Linked DNA regions of Mus musculus: region 2 is linked to region 1. A link is a contact called in public Hi-C data. All regions are on one chromosome and are shown on one strand. Each heading gives the region's core, a stretch centred on a gene start, on an enhancer-like site or on the middle of the called end of the contact. The rest is flanking DNA. Distances are from core to core; before and after follow the strand shown. Region 1 overlaps Cog5 (component of oligomeric golgi complex 5). Region 2 overlaps Cog5 (component of oligomeric golgi complex 5).

Region 1 (3,906 bases), core at 956-3,455:
TGTGAGAAAAATAATTTAAAAGGAAGCAATATTACTTTTGTTTCTATAAGAAAATCGGATACAGAGCAGGCATGCAGTTCAGGAATGCCAGCTTATTGTCTGGGTTGGGTTTTTTGGTTTTTTTTTTGGTTTTTGGTTTGTTTCTTTTTTCTTTTCTTTTCTTTTTTTTGTAGGTCCAACAGAAAGACTAGTCATTTGCTAAGGGTAAATATTAATGATATTTTGATTTATGGGCTTGGTTTATGTACTACTTTATTTATTGTGCATGCCCTTTCCCATGATGTATCTGATTTTAATCATATGCATGTCCAAGCATGCATATGCATAAGATGGTAGATAGGAGATTTTCATTAAAACTTCACTCAGAGCCGGGCATGGTGGCACATGCCTTTAATCCCAGCACTCGGGAGGCAGAGGCAGGCGGATTTCTGAGTTCGAGGCCAGCCTGGTCTACAAAGTGAGTTCCAGGACAGCCAGGGCTATACAGAGAAACCCTGTCTTGAAAAACTCAAAAAAACTCAAAAAAAAAAAAAACAAACAAAACAAAAACCAAAAACCACAAACCCCATTTCACTCAGTAGAAACAATTTGCCTTATTGAACATGAGCAAAAGTTTCCAGATGTTCCAGGATATGGTTGATCACAAAAGTGTAGCTGATTAGAAGTTGGTAGAAGTGACCTATACCTATTCCATTGTTTGAAACATGGTGTACAGGGACCTGCGGCAGGTGGGAGTACAGGGCGCTAAGGGTTGTGTATGTAGCTCAGGCTAGACAGAGTCACTGGATACTCAGCTTCTTTGTACTCACCTGCCCCAGTTATGTAAAACATCATGGTGGCAGGAGTATGTGGTGGAGATGAGTACTCACCTTGTGGCAGCCAGGAAGCAAAAGAGAGAAAAGGAGAACAGAAAAATATGTCCTGCAAAGGCATGTTCCATAGCGATGCACTTTTAATTAGACCTACTTTGTTAAGTTTACACTCATTTCTAGTAGTGCTACCAGCGGGGGCCTTAAGCTTTCAGGACATGACCCTTTGAGGGGCAATCAGATTATAACAACCCCCTTCTGTTCCCCAAAGGTCACACCCATCACACACAGCAAAGTGTCTAAGTGTTCTCATAGTCATAACAGTTCAGTGTTTCCTTCAAGTCCAATTTGGAAGTCTCTTCTGAGTCTCAAGACTAACTCCTTTGAACTTCAGTAAAGGTTAAAAAATTTTTTAAGTTTTCAACATAATACAGCAGAGCAAAGCAGGACATGCACTTAATAATTTAACTGCCTTATTATTTGAAAAGGAGAGAGGACGCCCAAGACTGGTACTGCTGCTGGCCTATGTATTAGTAGGGTGTGAGCTCCACAAGAGTTGCACCGCCCCACTCTGCTTTCATGGCCTCTCTTTGCCTTGTGGTGGCTTTTATTTTATTTTTAATTATGCTTTATTTCTTTCTGTGTGTATGTGAGTACATGAATGCCATGCTACCTGCATGGAAGTGATTCTCTGTGAGGCTTAGGACTTAAACTTAGTTTGCCATGCTTGGCTGCAAGCATCTTTACCTTCTGAGTCATTTTGCCGCCCCCTTTTCCTTTTAAAATGCATGTTTCTCCTTATTTATTCATGGCTTATTTTTTGATCAGTTGTAAAATCCGTTGTTACTAGTATTATTTTAGATGGCCTGACTTTTTTCCCCAACTTGTTTTGAGGAAACTTATAACAAAGAGATGGAGAACAACTGGTTTGGGAAAGGAGGGGCCATAAAGCCAACTGTCCTTTAGGAATGAGCTTCATTAAGCAAGAAAGCCTCAAGACTGAATGAAAAGCCAATGGCCACCTGTGAAGGATGGGGAAGATTTCTATTGTAGACACAGGGAAAGCAGCTGAGGGAACAGTCCAGGCTGAACAGGGCCATGGCCGGCAGACTAACTCAGCCCATGAGAGGATAGAGGGAGGGAGGGAGGGAGGGAGGGAGGGAGGGAGGGAGGGAGGGAGGGAGAGAGCAAGAGAAGAGACAACCACCAACCTAGACATGGTCTGAGCCCAGAGGCCAAGAGACCAGAGTAGCCAAAATGGCTGAGTTACATAGGGGTCAGGCTGGGGTGGGGTGGGGGGTGGGGGGATGGAAACCCAACCCCTGGGAGGAAGAGTTTTGGGGTAGGGGTGGGATGAGAAGTGCTGGGATGGCTGGTAGGCCTCTGCTTTGGTATGTTAATAGCCACCTCAGCCATTTGTCCTGTGACTCTGAGACTAACAAGCACCTTGTGAGCTAGGATCCAATCTTGAAATGGGAGTGAAATCAGGACCATTATGAGGACACTAGGAAAGTTAGCTTAAAGAAAACCGAGTGGGGGGCTGGTGAGATGGCTCAGTGGGTAAGAGCACCCGACTGTTCTTCCAAAGGTCTAGAGTTCAAATCCCAGCAACCACATGGTGGCTCACAACCATCTGTAACAAGATCTGACGCCCTCTTCTGGAGTGTCTGAAGACAGCTACAGTGTACTTACATATAATAAATAAATAAATCTAAAAAAAAAAAAAAAAAAAAAAAAGAAAACCGAGTGGGAGAGGCAGTTTACTTGGAAAGCGTGGAAGGGCACTAGGTTTCAGAGGAATCCCCTGAACACAGTGGGAAATTTTGACTTTTTGATCTTTCAGGGAATTAATTGTAGGAAGTTACATATTACATCATTTTCTTCTGCATGGTGTACATGACAGGAGCCAAGTACTGGGTAGGACCATAAGCTGTTTCAGCTATAGAGTTGCTCCAAAACATAGCTCATCATAGCTTCTTAGCTCTGACCCAGAGAGCAGGAGAGCTACAGGCCTGTGTGCTACAGACCGCCACAGGCCTTTGAAGTGACAGCACCTCCATGTGAGTGGCAGGCTTGTGGTCTAGCACCAGCCCCACTCCAGTCAAGTCCATAGGGTTTTGTTTTTGTTTGTTTGTTTGTTTGTTTGTTTTGCTTTTTGCTGTTGTGGCTTTGATAAATAATTTGGCACAGTAGATAGTGGTTTTGCATATTTTCATATTCTAGTTGTGAAATCTGTTTTTTAACAGTGAGCTCTGGTTTGATTGGTTGAGTTTAGGAGGAATGCTGTAGAAATAACAACTTGGATGCTATAAGCAAAGCTCTGTTGCTGCTTTTGCAGATGTATCTAGACTAGCTGCAAGGCTGCTACGCCAGACTCCGTGTGTGGCAAACCTGTTGTGTTCATAATTTCCTTGCAGTTGTTTGCCCATAGCATGTCTGTACACTACCAAAGTAAGTGTTCTGTGACTTAAAATTATTTGAGCTGTTTGCAGCATGTTGTTAATTTGATACCCAGATAATTTTATTGAGTATATTAACTGAATTCAGTTTGGGGGCTTGTCCTTGTTATTCTTGTAAAATTAATTTTGAATATGTAAAACATTTTATCCTCTTTCCATTTTAAGGAAACTATCTTCATTTTATTTTGTGATCATAGTCCCACATGATTATGTGATATTTACTTTTCTTACTACAAACATAGATTGTTTTTATGTTGTACATAAGAAGCTATTTAAGAGAGAAGGGGTTTCTTGGTTTTTGTCTTTTCTGTGCTTTTAGAACAATGCACATGCTGTTATAACTGGGAACTTTCTTTTTCTCCCATATGTCTTACGCTTAACCAGGAGGCCCTGGGCGAGCCGCCATGCCAACTCCAGGAAGCACAGCAGGTTTTCGGGCTTCCCTCTGGACCAATATGGAAAAACTTATGGATCACATCTGTGCTGCTTGTGGACAGGTAAATATCTCAAAACATGGAACGAACTTTGCAGATAAACAAACTTCTGCGAATTCTAGGTCTTTGGGGACAGATCTTTGATATCTCTGAGCACGCCAGTACGTCTGCTGGCTGACTGTGCTATTTGCAAAGGTCGAAACG
Region 2 (3,545 bases), core at 534-3,033, 75 kb before region 1:
CTCAGTGTGATGTGTCTTCCACCCGGGATCTTCCAAGGGTTCATTTCGCCTCCCCGTTTCTGTAGCTCATGACGGGCTTTGGCGATTCTCACTGGCTTTGGATCAACTCTATTCTTGGATATGTGTTTTTGATGTGTTTACTACTCCTGATGCTGGACTGTTTAAAAGATGAAATTAAAAATATTTTTTGTCTTGAAATACTTTCTCAAATGCTTGGTATTGCCTTGCATAGCATTGAACCTTTGGTTTTTTGGGGAAGAGATGAGTGGGGAGGATTAGTGTGGGTAGTTTAACTTCTGATTCTTATCTTTTACAGTACTTAATGTGGCTAAAAATCTTGTAGTAGCCGGGCGTGGTGGCGCACGCCTTTAATCCCAGCACTCAGGAGGCAGAGGCAGGCGGATTTCTGAGTTCGAGGCCAGCCTGGTCTACAAAGTGAGTTCCAGGACAGCCAGGGCTATACAGAGAAACCCTGTCTCGAAAAAAAAAAAAAAATCTTGTAGTAATTACTCAATTTAAATACCCCCTTTTCAGCTGAAATTTATTTGCTCTTTCTCCCTCTTTCTCTCTCTCTTCCCTCCTTCACTACTCTGTCCCTCTCCACCTTTTAAAAAAGATAAATATTTTTTTGTGTATGAACGTTTTGCCTGCCTTCATGTATGTGCAGCCTGTGTGTGCAGTACCCACAGAGGCCAGACAAGGGCAACAGATCTCCAAGAACTAGAGTTGCAGCGGTTGTGAGTTGCCACATGATTGCTGCAAGAACTGGAAGTGCTCTTCTCTTTTGAACAGTCCCGTTCCACCTCCCTTTGTGAGGGAGGAGCTCCCAGAGCCTGGAACTTACTGCTTTGCTTAGGCTGGCTGGTTAGTGAGCTCCAGGGAGCCACTGTCTCTGCTTCCCTGGGGCTGGAATTACAGGTAATTGTCATTTTGCCTGGTTTTATGTAAATATTGGCATTCCAAAATGGGTTCCTCATGCATGCAAGGAAAGCACTGTGCTCACCTAGCCTCTTCCTACTCCTTCATAGACTTCTATAGTTCACGCATAACGTTCTTCTTTATGAGCCAGTTGTAACATATGACCTAATATCTTTGGTCTCCTATTTCAGATAATGTTTAGATGGATATTGGTCATTGTGTTTGAATATTATGGACTTTTGTCTTCTTGTTCTAATACTTGTGTGCCAAGCTTGATCTTGTCACCCGTGGCTTTCATATCAGGCAGCTTAGAGGGACCTTTACATCCATCCATCCATCCATCTATCTATCTATGCCCTATCGACTGCCCCTGTATTCAGTGGCCCTGTTGGCTTTCACTGGGGTATTTTGCAGTGCTTTCCAAGTCCAGAAATTTGCTTGTTAGTAGACTTTCTGGTGCTGTTTTTTTGCCTGGCCTTTCTCAATCTCTTTATATGAATTTATAACTTCATATTCATTTGAATATTTAAGAGTCCTATATAAAAGTTTATGTAACTATGTCTCCTCCCCACCCCAAAGTACCATATAGACTTTTCTGAAAGTTTGTTTAAATTTCTCTTTTTTTTCTTTAACATAGTTTCAAAAGTCTATCCTCCTCAGCTTTCCTTAAATCTGTCCCATAAACTCACTGTCCTCATTGTATTCTGCTGGGGTTTCTCACACACACTCTCTCACGATAGTTGCTCTAAGTGTAGTTGCCGATAAGCTGGGTAATTATGTCACAAAGCTCAGTTCATTGTCAGGTGTGGGTGCGCATGCCAGCGATCCAAGCCGTTTGGAGGCAAGAGCAGAAGGAGTTCAAGGTCAGGCAGGCTGCCACAGAGCCCAAGTCAAACCTCAACAGCTTTCAAGTCACAGCCCTGCGTGTCTGCTCTCCAGTATTGGGGAAAAAGCAGTTTTGTATATCTTATTTTGTTTTTTATTTAGAAGGTAGTGATAGGTTATTATTCTACTGCCAGTGAAACAAGCCAATTTAAGGCAGATTATATTATATTAAAGGCAGGTTTATTGGGAAGCTGCTCTCTGGTGGCCAAGTTTACTGGCCCCAAGGAACAAGGCTAGGGAAGTTGCCATGGAGAAGGGGGGTGGGGTGGGTAGGGGAGAGGGAGAAAGAGAGAAAGGGGTAGGTGTGCAGAGAGAATGGAGAGAAGAAGCCGGGCGTGGTGGCACACGCCTTTAATACCTCGAGAGGCAGAGGCAGGCGGATTTCTGAGTTCGAGGCCAGCCTGGTGTACAAAGTGAGTTCCAGGACAGCCAGGGCTACACAGAGAAACCTTGTCTCAGAATATGAAGAGAAGAAAAAGAGAGAGAGACCGAAATGTCTGGATTATATAGAGAAAAGCCTCTGGGGGAAGGGCAACCCCTTTTTATGTGAAAACTCAATGAGAAGCTAGTAGTCTATGTCCTACAAATTAGATTATTTTTATTTAAAATATCTATCCTCAATAATCTAAAAGTATATTCATTTTTTTATTCTTTGAAAGTTTCATCCATATATTCAACATATATTTTCAGTCACATTTTCCCCTGTACTATCCTCCTTCATTAAACTCCTCCTGGATCATTCCTGCACATCCCCAAACTTTGTCTTTAACTCATGTGTTAGGGTTATTATTGCTGTGATGAGACACCATGACTCACCAAAGAATAGTATATAAGCGCAAAGAGTGTTTTATTCTGCAGAAGTCTAGCATGCTGGTGTCTCCCATTACCAGAATAGAGTGACTCCCAAGTGAGCTTGCAGGTCTAATTTAAAGCACATTAGGGAATTCCAGGGTAGGTGACCTCTATGTTAATCTGTTGGATCCATCTCTAGGGACATTCCATTACCAGGGTGTGGGGGCTGGAAACTTGCTGGGGAGGTCTGGGAACTGTTACTGAGGAAGTAGTTGAGGGTGTCTGGAAACTGCTGCTGATCCATTGTCCTTGCTGCAGCCTGGTGGCTGGGACATTCCATTACCTGGGCGTGAATGCTGGAGCCTGGGGTTTTTTCTATTAGTAATTGACTTGCTGGGCTTGCCCAGTTTTTATGCCTAACCTCCCTAACTGCCTATTTGAAATCTGTCCTGTAATCAGCCTATCCTCAACCAAAGCAATGTAGGGAAGAAAGAAGTTATCTGGCCTACATTTTCACATCTCTGTTCATCATTGAAGGAAATTAGGACAGGAACCCGAATGCAGAAGCTAATGCAGAGGCCATGGAGGAGTTTTGCTTAATGGCTTGCTCCCCATGGCTTGCTCAACCCTTTTCTTATCAAACCTAGGACCACAAGCCCAGGAATGGTACCACTCACAAAGGTCTGGGCCCTCCCCATCAATCACTAGTTAAGAAAATACACTACAGCTGGGTCTTCTGGAGACAATTTCTAAATTGAGATTCCTTCCTTTCAGATGATTCTAGCCTGCATCAAGCTGATATAAAAGTAGTCTGTACACCCCAGAATCCAAATTAGTGCTTTCTATATGCAAATAGCTGTGGGACTGCCCATGGGAGCATGGTCAATCTACCAGGGTTCTCATCCTAAAAGAAAACTGCTTCTTCCTTTGCAGCTATCAGCTGTTGTAGT

Evidence for each region. Hi-C and Micro-C count contacts between places; a contact is called where the count stands out from the background.
Region 2: a contact with region 1 is called in a Hi-C map of embryonic stem cells, with 3 times the contacts expected there. The contact joins two enhancer-like sites. A contact is called at or near these places in 1 of 39 promoter capture datasets (macrophages), 2 of 484 Hi-C or Micro-C datasets (cortical neurons and embryonic stem cells) and 2 of 115 datasets of contacts at active chromatin or transcription factors (VIP interneurons and neural progenitor cells).

Annotation. Positions count from the first base shown.
Region 1 is chr12:31,798,331-31,802,236 of GRCm38.p6, forward strand. It overlaps Cog5 (component of oligomeric golgi complex 5), which reads left to right. Exons shown (of 23, transcript NM_001163126.1): 9 at 3,653-3,765. Among named protein-coding and RNA genes, the nearest start is that of Gpr22, 86 kb to the left of the region's middle. Within about 2 kb of position 2,206, at least 4 of the 459 cell types and tissues checked have an H3K27ac peak or open chromatin away from gene starts, as enhancers often do. A contact at or near this core is called in embryonic stem cells, where this site is marked.
Region 2 is chr12:31,723,993-31,727,537 of GRCm38.p6, forward strand. All of the region lies in intron 6 of Cog5 (component of oligomeric golgi complex 5), which reads left to right. Among named protein-coding and RNA genes, the nearest start is that of Gpr22, 12 kb to the left of the region's middle. Within about 2 kb of position 1,784, at least 24 of the 459 cell types and tissues checked have an H3K27ac peak or open chromatin away from gene starts, as enhancers often do. A contact at or near this core is called in embryonic stem cells, where this site is marked.